Regions from separate parts of the Mus musculus genome. Here regions 2 and 3 are each linked to region 1. The links are chromatin contacts, called in public Hi-C and HiChIP or PLAC-seq maps. All regions are on one chromosome and are shown on one strand. The core of a region is the stretch at or near the end of the contact, and the rest is flanking DNA. Distances in the headings are between cores, read along the strand shown.

Region 1 (4,006 bases), core at 656-3,155:
CCTTTGTCTGTGAGTGTTGATCCTTTCCATCTGCTTTCTCTAATACAAATGCCGCTGGGCCAGCAGACACGATGATTCCAGTGGTCTGGGCTCACTCAGACAGTTTTCGGTTTGAAAGAATGTGGGCTACATTTTGGGACCGTGGGTTGGAGCCAGGGTATGGTCTGTTTTAGCAACAGGCCCTGACAGGGAAGCAGCTTTTCCAGACTTGAGTATATTATGGTGATTTATTCCACTCGAGCAGCCCCTGTTCGGTTATGAACCCATGAACTATTATTTTTCCACTGAGCAGTTTCCAAAATGGCAACATTCCTAAGACCTGCACAGAAGCTGAGGTGCAAACAAGATGCAACTCCCACAAATGCAAGGACTCAGCAGGCAGGTGTGGCCGCCAGGGCTCACTACTTATAGAAGGGATAGCTTCTAGTGATACTGGGAAGTGTGAAGGAGAAAGAGGGAAAACATCTCATTTTAAAGTGCTTCCAGCTCAGCAGGGTTCAAGTTTGCATTCCAGTTCACTGCTCTGCCCTTGAGATTAGGGCTGCCTTCTTTCTGCCTCTTTTCTTGCCAGCTTGCCTGGTGCCTGCATTAGAAGACACAAACCAAATAATTATTGAGTGGTCTAGCAACTGGGATAAATAAACCTCAGGAAACATGGGAGAGACCAGGAGAAGGTGACGATTGCATTCATGGGCTGTGCATCCCACTGTTTTCTGAATGCCTGTGGGCAGGGCTGCTGTTCTGCAGGTTATGTTAGGACCAAAGTGCAGAAATTATTTCAAAGTAAAGATCACAGTTAAGTCTATTGAGGATGAGGGAGAAATTTAGGACTTGTGGCTGTCTCAACATTTTAAGCAACCATGGAAAAAGAAGGCATCACCAGGACCTTCCAAAGAGGACTGGATCTAGAGCCTACCTATAACCTGCAGATGCTCAAGGCCCTTACATAAAATGGCCTGGAATTTGTGTAGAGCTGATGTGTATTCTTTTGTGTTGTGTACCCTGTGCGTTTTCAAATTTTTATTAGTGTATAAAATAATAGATTTCATTATAACATTTGATAGATGTGTATTATGCATTATTCTTATATTTATACCTCTTATCCTCTTCCCACTGGTCCTCTTTCTTCCCCCAGACAGTTGTGTGTGTGTACACATACGTGAAATCTAGGTTCACATATGAGAGAAGACATATTACCATGATGGTCTTCAGTTCATCCACTTTCCTTTCTTCTTTGCAGCTGACTGTCCATCCACTCTAAACCTTCTAGGTTCCATATAACACTGAACACAGCGTATACGGAATGCCTAGCTGTTACACTGAACACTGAGCGCCTAGCTGTTACACTGCCCCAGTTGTACTGCATAGGGAATCATTAGGGACACATGGGGTAGCAACCCCAGATAGAACCTGCACGTCTCAGGTAAAGATCGGGGTTCTTATCCTCCAGGACATAAGAATAAGGACAGTCCCCCAAACCACACCCTCTGCCGTGCAGTGGTCAAGATGTGTCTTGACAAGTGGTATTCTTGAGGGAAAGCAGGGTCAGCCTGTGCCCTGAAATCCTGGAGCTCCCTCCCCTTTCCCACTATTTTCTGAGCATATAATCTTCAGTCACGACTTGGGTGCAGCTTTCTGATCCCCCACCTCTCAGTACCACCCACTTACCTAGTTCTTTCCATCTTCAAGGTAGCTCAAACAATTAATGGAGGTCAGAGGTCAACCTTGGGTGTCATTCCTCAGGTGCCATCCACCTTGGTTATTTGGAGAAGGACCTCTCACTGACCTGCAGCCTAAGTATAGAGTCCCAGGGATCCCCCTGTCTCTGTCTCCCTATCTCAGGGACTACTCATGCATGAGGCCTGAACCCACAGAAAAGCCATTCATGGTAGCCTGAACCATGTCCATCTCTCAGGCCACAGGGCATATTCTCTAGTTGTATATAGTTCTAATCTCCTTTATCCTAAATGCCTCTAACCTGTGTGAGTGTGAGTGTGAGTGTGTGTGTGTGTGTGTGTGTGTGTGTGTGTGTGTGTGTGTGTGTGTGTGTGTGTGTGTGTGTTTGTGTGTGTATACCTGGTTGAAACCTTGGACTTAGAACCTGTGTAGACGTTCTTACTGTGGGTTCTCTTTGCGTGGGTCCACTGTGAGCTGAGCACCCCCTAGTGGGCGGCTGGGAAGATGACAGTCATTAAGAGTAAGTTTCAATGAGGAAGACTGAGACCTGGTCCTTGAGTGACTCTGTCACAGCTTCCTCATGAGCAAGCTTGTGTAGAAGCACACTTCTGCTGTTACTAGCTGTTGCTGTACAATGGAAGGCGTACTGCTTTTTCTTTTTGTTTTTATTTTATTTAGTTATTTATTTTTTAGGGAGGGTCTTGTGTAGCCTGAGATAATCTTAAACCTGTGATTTTTCTGCCTCTGTTTCTGTAGTGCTGGGATCACAGGTATGTTACCATGCCTGGGAGTGGGGACAGGGGACACCAAACCAAAAAACACTTGGGATAGCAATCCCAGAGAGTCAACCGACATCATGAAAGCCTCCCACCTGTAGTATTGTTAGGAGCTGGTGGCCTCTGGGCAGGGAGAAGTCTCAGATCCCTGAAGAGTGTCTCATAAAGAGAGTGGGAGTCAGTTGGGCGGTGGTGGTGCACAACTTTAATCCCAGCACTTGGGAGGCAGAGGCAGAGGCAGGCGGATTTCTGAGTTCGAGGCCAGCCTGGTCTACAGAGTGAGTTTCAGGACAGCCAGGGCTACACAGAGAAACCCTGTCTCAACCCCCCCCCCCAAAAAAAAAGAAAACCAAAACAAAACAGAGAGTGGGAGTCACAAATCTTCAGGTTGCAGAGCCACATAGGATTTGCCATGTCTGAGGAAATGTTGGATGTGCATCGGAGAAGGAAGTGACCATTACCAACACAGAGCCCTTGAACTTCCAAGTCCCTCTGTGTGAAGGTCTGTCTTATTTGAGGGAGTCATGGAAGAGCCACCCACAGCAGGTCTGGATTACCACAGAGTCCCTTCACAGGAAAGATAAGGACATACATTTCCTAGTGTCCAGGATTGCCCAGAGCTGGGAAGAGGGCAGAGCTATCTTAAGTAGGGTCTTCGGTATTCTACCCAGGCCTTGTGTGTAAGTCCATTACCTTTGCTCAAGGCCACCCACCCAAGGGGACTGATGAGCTCTGCTGTGTACAGAGCGCAGCTGACGGGTCACAAGCTGGTTCTCCCATCCTGCACTTCTCTATAGGAGGCTCGGAACCTTTGCAGTCAGAGTAAACTCCTGGGGCTGGACACCCATGGCCTGCTTACCTGAGTTTCTGGGGAAGGACACCAGGCTTCTGTCACTTGGGAAGTTTTGCCTTCATTGTAACAATGTAGCAATGTGCCACTGGAACTGTGGGATGCTGTCACCACCTGTCTGTCACTGTGGGTTTTCCCTACAGTGAAGGGAATGCTTGTGGATTATATTAAAGCTTTCCATAAGGGTGTTTCTAAGTTGGGAAAGCACTAAAAGTTTTCTGTTTGGTTTATTTTGCCTCCAACTCAGCTGTTTAACCATGATCTCGGTCTGCATTCCAGTGGGCATTTGAAGTGTTTTTGTTCTAAGGTAGAGCCCATGACTGACTGTGTTCATCCAGGGGCTTGGTGAATGTCACTTCCTGCTTCCTGCTCGCTGCATGGACCATTAGTTTGATAGCAGGTCATTTCTTCCTTCTTGCAATGAGTGTAGTACTTTGTTGGAGAAAGGCAAGAAAGCAGACAGATCCCAAGAGACATCTTGAAGGCTCTGGTGAGGATTGGGCCTTAGGGCATTGGCTACCTCAGGGCTTCCATGGGAGCAGGATACAGTTATGCCAGGGAGGGCAGAGGAAGGAATGCTGGAGGCCAGGGGACCATCAGGCCGTGGCAAGGGTACAGCTCATACTCCGGTCATTGCTTTATGAGGGACCTTTGATCATACACAGCGTAGAAACCTCACTCTTGACTGACATGTATGTGGAGG
Region 2 (4,006 bases), core at 1,128-3,627, 250 kb before region 1:
TTAAATTCATTTCCCCAGATTCCAGAAAACTGTCATGACTTCAGCTTCCTGTATAGCTGTGGAGAATTCCATCCTGTGTATGCAATGCATTTTCTTTATCGATTCTCTGTTGGTGGACATCCAGACAGGCTCCATTTCCTGGTTGTTAAGAATAGTGGAGCTGTAAACGTGCATGTGAGGCATCTCTGTAACATGTAACTGTACACTCACTTAGCTAAATACTCCATGGCTCGCTGGGTCATATGGCAGTTCTACCTTCAGGTTTTTAATAACTTCAGCACTGCCTTCCATAGTAGCTGTACCACTGTCCATTCTCAGCAGCAGTGAACATGAGTTTGTCTGTCCCAACATTCTCTTTATCCCAGAGCTTTACTGAGAAATTATGGTCATGAGCTGGTAAGGCTCAAAGACCATAGAAACAAGGAGAATCATCTGAACTCCCGAGTAACCCTAGTAAAAAGTGGCACAGCTCTTCAGGAGACTCCTGAGAAACAGCTACTCACCCCGAGGTTACAACTAAGGTCCAGAAACCATGCACGGGTGTGAACACACAAGGTAACAAGGATGCAAGCCATCTGCAGGAAAGACTAGCCATGAGAATTCCTCCAGTGGCATGACTAGTGAAAACCATGGGAACTAGAATGACCCACACATGTCTGTGTTCACACTGTGGAAGGCCACGAAGCAGAGTGAACAGCAGGGCATGGACAAACCTCACCCATGTGAGGCCAACCCTGACAACCTGATCAAAGACTTTCTTAATACTTAATCAACATCGGAGGAACTTCACAGGCGAGCAAACTCATTGCAAAGCTGTAGAGGGAAGCTCCAGCGGCACACATGATGCTGACATCTGGACCCCCAAAAACATTAATGCTTCTGTAGACACAGTCACAAACGCCATACAAACAGTGCATGCATGGCTGACATGCATCTGGGAAGCTACTGAAATCCAATTCTTTTTGTTTGCTTTGCTCTTGTTCTTTCAGACAGGGTATCACTTTGTAGCTCAGAGTGGCCTTGAACTCACCATGTAGCCCAGGGTGACCTCTAAAGTGGTAATCCTTCTAAACCCTGAAATTATAGATATGTACCACCGTGCGTGGCTCTAAATATCAATCTTTAAACTTTAAAGCCTAGGGCCTTGCTGCCAAGATACCCAGAACTGTAGTAGAAGTTTTGTTTGTACTACAATTAAGCTTTTTAAAGAGGACAAAGTTGCCTGCTATACATGGGTTCAAAATTCAAAAGCTTTTTCTGTAAAGCTTTGAATCCACCCCTAACTTAGAGAATTAAAATGCTTCTAGCTTATAAATAGTTTGATTCCTTTCTAAGCTATGGCCACATTAAACAGAGACTTGTGAGACCTTCATTTGAGCAGTCATTTTTTACTTAAAAAATATTTTTAAAACATAAGCACATCTGGATCTTTTCATTGTGAGCAGTTCCTTTTTAAAATTGCCTTTTAAATGTCTTTATTTCCCAAGAAGGGAATTGGATCTCTTTGCTGACTTTAACATTTGGAGAGAAGATGTTGAGTTAGCAATTCTCAGTGTATCCAGATATTTATTTTGTGACTGTAGTTCTCTTTACTGACCCCTTCAGTCCCTTGGCATCTAGCAGGCTTGTGTGTGTTCACGAATGTTCAGGTGTGTGGAGTTCTATACGTGTGGTGGGGGATGGAGGGAGAGTGTGAAGAGGGGTGGAGATAGGGGAGTCTGAGAGCAGTACAGAGAGTAGTGGATGGAGAGAAAGTTGGTTAATAATCTTCCCTGACTCCTGCATTCTTCCTTCAGAGCTATTCTGCTCAATCAACGTGCCTGATTTTGATATGGTAATAGAAAGTTCTTCAGGTTTTTAGTTGTATTTCTTCACCAGTGTTCAATTTGTGTATGCTGTTTCATTCTTTCTGCACAAAAGCCCTCCCTACTTTCTGTGTGAATCCAAGATTTCTGCATCCTGTGAGCTAACTCTCCAGGTATTCTGGGTGTGGCTCAGGTGGGCATCTAAGACTCAAATGAGAGAACCTTCATCTTCTTAGCCCCACAGTCAAGTTGATGCTTCTCTGGTCTTCACCCCATAAAAAATCCTTCCTGTTAACATTTAGTTTGAAAGAGGTAGCTAATATTTTTAAATCAGTAGGTCATATACCAGGGTTCTAGCTTTTTAAATTTCTTTTCTTTCTTTCTGCAGCTCAGTTGTTGAATAAGACATAATCGGTCTCAACTCCCTGGTCTGAAGCAAGAACACAACTTCTAAGAAATCTTTGGCCAGATTCTCTTATCTATAACGAGAGATTCTGCAGAATCTGTGGTGGGGACACACTTCCACCTGACCATACCCAATGCCACCTCACCCCACTGCATAGTTCCTGTTATGGAAAATTATAATGGATCTACTTCCTTATTCTGTCTGCCAAGTGTAATCAAGAAGTCTAACCACTTTAGATAAAACATAATAAGAACCTATAGTTAAAAGAAGATCAATTGGCCAGCGTAAGGTCCTGGGTCACTAGGGTGAATTCCTTGGAATTTCTTCTTGCCTACTACTACATGACAGACAGGGGAGTGGATAAGGCCCTCGGCACAGAAAAAAAATAAATAAATAAAGATAAAAAATGACCCAAAGGAGCTACTCTCTGTAGATAAAGTACTGCTGACAAGGCAGATTAACAAGAAAGAAAACAGACTTTAAACTAATTGTCATACAAATATTTCATTAAGCAATTGTCTAATGTACTCAAGAGAAATGGGGAAAAAACACACACACACAAAACAGAAAGCCACTGAAGAAAGTAAACGACCTAAAAGAGCCAAACAGAAGGTTTCAAACTGAAAATCTTACAGGTGAGTTTCCCTATCCATGTTGTCAGGGCAACTGGTGTTGTCATTTTGTGTGTCATTGTGGTATTGTCTTGTTTAGGCAATCATATTGAGTCCCAGAGAAGGTGGAAGAAAGAATCCATGAACTTACCTCCTCCCTCAGAAACAACTCTCACAGTATCCGAAGGTTCTGTGCCCATTGCCAAGGGAAACAACCAATCAATGATCCCACAGCTATAAAGAATGGCTGGCCAGGCAAGATGTCCTCAGAGGTGCAACAGTAGCACTTTTATCTCAGGGGTAACCAACAGCTGTCTAATTGGACTTAAGGCTCACTCAATAGACTAGAATTCATTCTTGCTACTACAATCCTAACAACCAACTATGGCTAGAGAGGTCCCAGACCCTAAAAGAGAATTGTTATTTTCCTAAACCAATATAACTTAATACTTATCTTAATACTCCCAAATAACTTCTTACCCCTGACTTTTTTTAAAGCCCCCCCCCCTTTTGCAAGAGATGGAGACTATTAACTATTACAGATAACAACATATCGACAAAATGCAGAGAGAAAGTGAGCACTCAGACCCAACTGTTATATTCTCACACAAACCCTACACTTAAGGCTCACAGAACATTACAGAAGAGGGAGGGAGGAAGGAAGGAAGATTGTAAGAGCCAAAGGATCAGGAGTGCTAGATACGACAGTGAAGCTGCATACATGAAAACTCATCAATATGATCGCCTAAACAAGACAATACCACAATGACACACACACTGACAACACCAGTTGCCCTGCCAACATGGATAGGGAAATTTCACAAGGCCCTAGTGCTAAACAAAGAGCTGTCGTCCACCAGTGGCTGCTGGGGGAGGAAGAATCCGTTTTCTCCATGAGTGAGCTCCATTATAGGTTACCCAGTCCTAAGCGATCAACCCTAAACACATGTGTGGTCCTAAAAGAAAAAGAAATGAATACATACGTGACCTATATTACATCTCTATTAACAATGATATTCTGTGTAATCAAATGAAAATATCAAAATATTTTTTATAAAATAACAAAGATCTATCAAAAACATAGTAGGATCAAAGAGACAGACTCAACACGGATGCTCATATCCCTGCATGGGATATTCAGCAGTAATGGCTACTGAATGCATGAAGTCAGTTCTCACCACTGC
Region 3 (4,006 bases), core at 552-3,051, 150 kb before region 1:
ACCACCCTTCCCAGCAGCAGTTGCTCCCCCTCCATGCTCAGCTGCTAAGCTGGAATCCTTTCTGGGCAGGCTCCAGTAAGGCTTGCCCTTCACCTCTTCTACATCGAGCATTCTCATTCACTATTTTAATGCCAGTCCCCTCTGGCCACACCATATCTTACTCTCTGATCCCACGATCTTCTCTGAGTAAGCCTGAAAGACAAGAAACTTCAGAGTTGATGGTAGCTGTAACAAGAATGTTAATATTGGTTCTGGATGGAGCGGCTGTGATGGCCCAGGACTGGTACAAGCTTTTCACATTCCTTGGGGAGATGGCAGTATTGTCTGCCTCGCGTTGGGGGAGGGGGGTGGACCTCTAAGACGGAGAGATGAAATTCCAATTTCGCACAGTGACAGTTAGACAGTGAAGCTCCAGGCATGTCTCTAACATCAAGCCTTATGCATTTGTCCTGGCTAATTTTTATGTCAATTTGACACAAACTGAAAAGCAGGAGCCTTAACTTAGAAAATGCCTCCATATCAGGCTATAGGGCATTTTCTTTTTTTTTTTTTTTGGTTTTTTGAGACAGGGTTTCTCTGTATAGCCCTGGCTGTCCTGGAACTCACTTTGTAGACCAGGCTGGCCTCGAACTCAGAAATCTGCCTGCCTCTGCCTCCCAAGTGCTGGGACTAAAGGCATGTGCCACCACTGCCCGGCGGGCATTTTCTTAATTAGTGAAAGGAATGGTGATGCTAGTGATAGATGGGAAAGGCCCCCAGCCCATGAGTGTGGAAACACCCCTGAGCTGGTGGTCCCAGGTTCTGTAAAAAAGCAGCTTTCAAGCAGTCTCTTCCATGGCCTCTGCATCAACTCCTGCCTCCAGGTTCCCTCCAAGTTTAAGTTCCTGCCTCGGCTTCCCTCAATGGTCTATGATTCAGGATGTGTAAGCCAAAAAATTACTTTCCTCCCCAAGTGGCTTTTGACCAGAGTGTCTCATCACAGCAATGGTGACCCTGACTGAGATAGCACTGACCCAAAATTAGAGGAGAAAGACATTGATGGATATCTTACTCTTCCCCTTCCTGCCTTTGCCCCTCCCCCTCTTCCTTTTTGTGGGTTGTTGATGTTCCTTAAAAAAACAGAAAGAGACGTTAAGGCTGTTACAAACACAAGAAACAGCAGGCTCCTTTTTACTTTCTGGAGGAGGCAGAGCCTGGGGGTGGACAGTCTGAAGGTTTGAGGCTGTGGTTGAAGGAGGCAGAGCCTGGGGCGGGACAGTCTGAAGGTTAGAGGCTGCGGTGGGACCACGATTTTGTTTAGCGGCTGTGTGGATTCCCAAGTACGTCCACCCATTCGATTCTTCCCTCACAGAATTGGAGAACAGCCTTATATGTTTAAACGTGGCTTTGTGGCACACGTGTGTAATCCAAACACCAGGAGGCTGAGGCAGGAGGATCACCTCCAGCTACAGGCTGACCTGGAGCATTTGACAGCCTCCTGCTCTGGAGCCAGGCAGACCTAGCTTCAGCGTCCCTGTAGCCACTGTGCCCCGAACCTTTTCTAACCACTCCTCTGTGTTCTCAGCTATGAAGTGAGCAAATAGGCCAAGCCCTAAAAGTTTCTGGTGACAATCCCCGACCAGGTCCAGTGCAAACCAAGCCTTTGGCAGTGAGCTTGCCTCCTTATGGCTGAGACGCTGTCTGGAAGGGTGAAGATGTGTAGGGTAACAAGTATTTTTAGCAGAGACCCCTGACTCACGCAGCAGGGATTTTCACATGACCCCGAAATGGGAACCTGCTCGGTTTCTCTATCACTTTCTATGGCGCTGAGCATGGTTTTGGTTCCCTCCTTCAACCTCCCACTTCCCTCAGAAGCTTCTCACCCACACCTTGCCCCACTCCATCGGCTTCTTAAAACCACCATGTCCTTTAGACTTTTCTGTGGCTGCCCATTGCCCAGGCACGAAGCACCCTTCCTAACCCAACAACCTCTCTGCAGCCCACCACTACTGACACACCCGGACAGTCCTCTTCTGGTTCTCTGCCCAACCCAAGGAGCTAGCAGCAGACATGGAGGCTCCCCTAGTCCTTAGTCCTGTAGGATTCCAGTCTGCACTGCCCCAGGCCCCATCCCAGTATGCACTCCATGCAGTCCTCGTGGGGCATCAATCGCCTTGAACTGTTTATTCACCCTTCCAATGAGTTCACCTTCCCCGAAGGTCAGCAACTGGGTTCACACAGGAATGCAGTAACTTGTTCTGCAAGACCAGAGTTGTTCAAAGCGTTGCAACTGTACTCAGTGACTAGGCTAGACTAGATCCTCAGGTTCTGCCTCTGCTCACATCGATACCTTTCAGGATCCCCTTTTCCAAGGGTCACCCCAAATTTCTTAGTCTCCTGGGTATTAATGTAAGAGGGCAGTGTCTGTAAAAAGCAAGTTTGGGGTTTACCTGGCCCTGTGTGTCTGTCTGAGAGTGCTCATGGAGACTAGCACAGCACCATATGACCACTATATAGCCTGCCTCCTGTGGATGGGAATGCAGATGGAGTCTGGCTGTCTAGTCCTGGCTCATGTCTTCTCTGGAGGCTGCCTGCAGGGGCTGCATCACAGGAAGGCTCCTCCAGCACTGGAGTTCTGACTTCAGGTTCACTCACAGGCTTTTGACTAAAGACCTCAGTTTCTTCCCACATAGGCTACTCCAGGAAGCTAACCCTTGATGTACTGTATAGGTGTTGTTCCCCAATGTCAGCCATGTAGGCCTAGAGCCACCAATCCTTCTTTGGACCCAGTCTCCAAAGCCACACACCACTACCCCTGCCAGGCAGTGTTCTTCATCAATGAATCCAGCCCAAACTCAATTGACAGGACAGTAAATTAAGGCCCACCTTTGAAGGAAGGTGCAACAATGGAGGTATAAGTCAGCGTTGAATTCTACTGTAGCTTATTCTTCCAGAGAATGTGCGCTGAGTAAACGGGGACCTCACGCCTTGAGTATTTCTTAGAGTTCGAAGATATACTCTCTTTTCACATTCAAGCCATTCAGAAGCCAGGCACATCCCCAGATGGCATCCAAGTTTGATTAAGGTGCCATATTATGTAAGGTCCATGCCCAGCACCAGTGTACTGAACCCCACACAACAATACTGAGGAGGGCATTAAGAAGGACCCCTTAAATGTGAGGACCCTGAGTGTTTGTTGGAGTCACGGGATTTCTAGTCTGTGTCTAGCACCCTGACCAGGACAGACCCAGATAACACTTTAATGGTTGTCAGTTTTAGCACTCAACTCAGAAGGTGAAAATAAGGTGTACTTTGAAAGCTTCAACTCACCATTTCTACGAAGACTGACTTTTCAATGTGCTTTCTGTATTTCTTTGATATCCAATCATGGTATCATGGTCTGTCAGCTCTTAGAGTACTTTCAGAGATTCAAACATCAATTCCAAACTTAATGAACTCTCCCTTCCGGCAGGATAGAGCCCTGGAGCCCTAGGGAAGGTGGTGGGATGGGTGATCTTGGGTGGGATGGGTGATCTTGGGTGGGATGGGTGATCTTGGGTGGGATGGGTGATCTTGGTAACCTACACAAGGCTGAATCACCTGGAACCCAGTAAGACACATTTCGGGGTGTCCCTGTGAGGGGGTCTCCAGGGATGATTAGCATACGGGTGAGTGAACTGGGTGGGGAAGACCATCCCTGGGTGGCCCTATCACAAGGGGCTGGGACCTGGATGGGAAGGAAAGGCAATGTGGGAGCTCATGCAGGCACGCACGCACGCACGCACGCATGCACACCCTCAGCTCACCTTGAGCAAGTGCTATTATTTCATATTCTTATGCTTTTTAATGCTGGCACTGCCAATGAGCATCAGAATCTAGATCTTCCATCTTTGAATGTGGACTTGCACAAGCAACTCTCCAAGGGCCTTCCAGGCCTTCATCTTGGTCTGGGGCAGCATCGTTGGTGACTCTTATTTTGTGGCTCCTTAGGAGCTCAGCATCTCCTGGCTTCCCCAGCTCTCCTGCC

What was found. Hi-C and Micro-C count contacts between places; a contact is called where the count stands out from the background. HiChIP or PLAC-seq counts read pairs in DNA pulled down with a chosen protein or histone mark.
Region 2: a contact with region 1 is called in a Hi-C map of bone marrow-derived macrophages, with 26 read pairs. The contact joins two enhancer-like sites. A contact is called at or near these places in 1 of 15 datasets of contacts at CTCF or cohesin (large pre-B cells), 15 of 484 Hi-C or Micro-C datasets (B cells, the C2C12 cell line, the G1E-ER4 cell line and 7 more), 4 of 115 datasets of contacts at active chromatin or transcription factors (VIP interneurons, embryonic fibroblasts and embryonic stem cells) and 3 of 9 other capture datasets (adipose tissue, liver and pancreatic islet).
Region 3: an H3K4me3 HiChIP or PLAC-seq map of bone marrow-derived macrophages shows a contact between it and region 1, with 3 times the contacts expected there. The contact joins two enhancer-like sites. A contact is called at or near these places in 1 of 15 datasets of contacts at CTCF or cohesin (the NIH/3T3 cell line), 6 of 484 Hi-C or Micro-C datasets (adipose-derived mesenchymal stem cells, cardiomyocytes and uterus), 4 of 115 datasets of contacts at active chromatin or transcription factors (bone marrow-derived macrophages, embryonic stem cells, pancreatic cancer cells and 1 more) and 3 of 9 other capture datasets (adipose tissue, embryonic stem cells and liver).

What each region holds. Positions count from the first base shown.
Region 1 is chr11:8,533,245-8,537,250 of GRCm38.p6, reverse strand. All of the region lies in intron 10 of Tns3 (tensin 3), which reads left to right. Among named protein-coding and RNA genes, the nearest start is that of Tns3, 130 kb to the left of the region's middle. Within about 2 kb of position 1,905, at least 7 of the 459 cell types and tissues checked have an H3K27ac peak or open chromatin away from gene starts, as enhancers often do. A contact at or near this core is called in bone marrow-derived macrophages, where this site is marked.
Region 2 is chr11:8,786,167-8,790,172 of GRCm38.p6, reverse strand. No RefSeq gene overlaps it. Among named protein-coding and RNA genes, the nearest start is that of Gm36772, 11 kb to the left of the region's middle. Within about 2 kb of position 2,377, at least 8 of the 459 cell types and tissues checked have an H3K27ac peak or open chromatin away from gene starts, as enhancers often do. A contact at or near this core is called in bone marrow-derived macrophages, where this site is marked.
Region 3 is chr11:8,686,851-8,690,856 of GRCm38.p6, reverse strand. No RefSeq gene overlaps it. Among named protein-coding and RNA genes, the nearest start is that of Tns3, 24 kb to the right of the region's middle. Within about 2 kb of position 1,801, at least 83 of the 459 cell types and tissues checked have an H3K27ac peak or open chromatin away from gene starts, as enhancers often do. A contact at or near this core is called in bone marrow-derived macrophages, where this site is marked.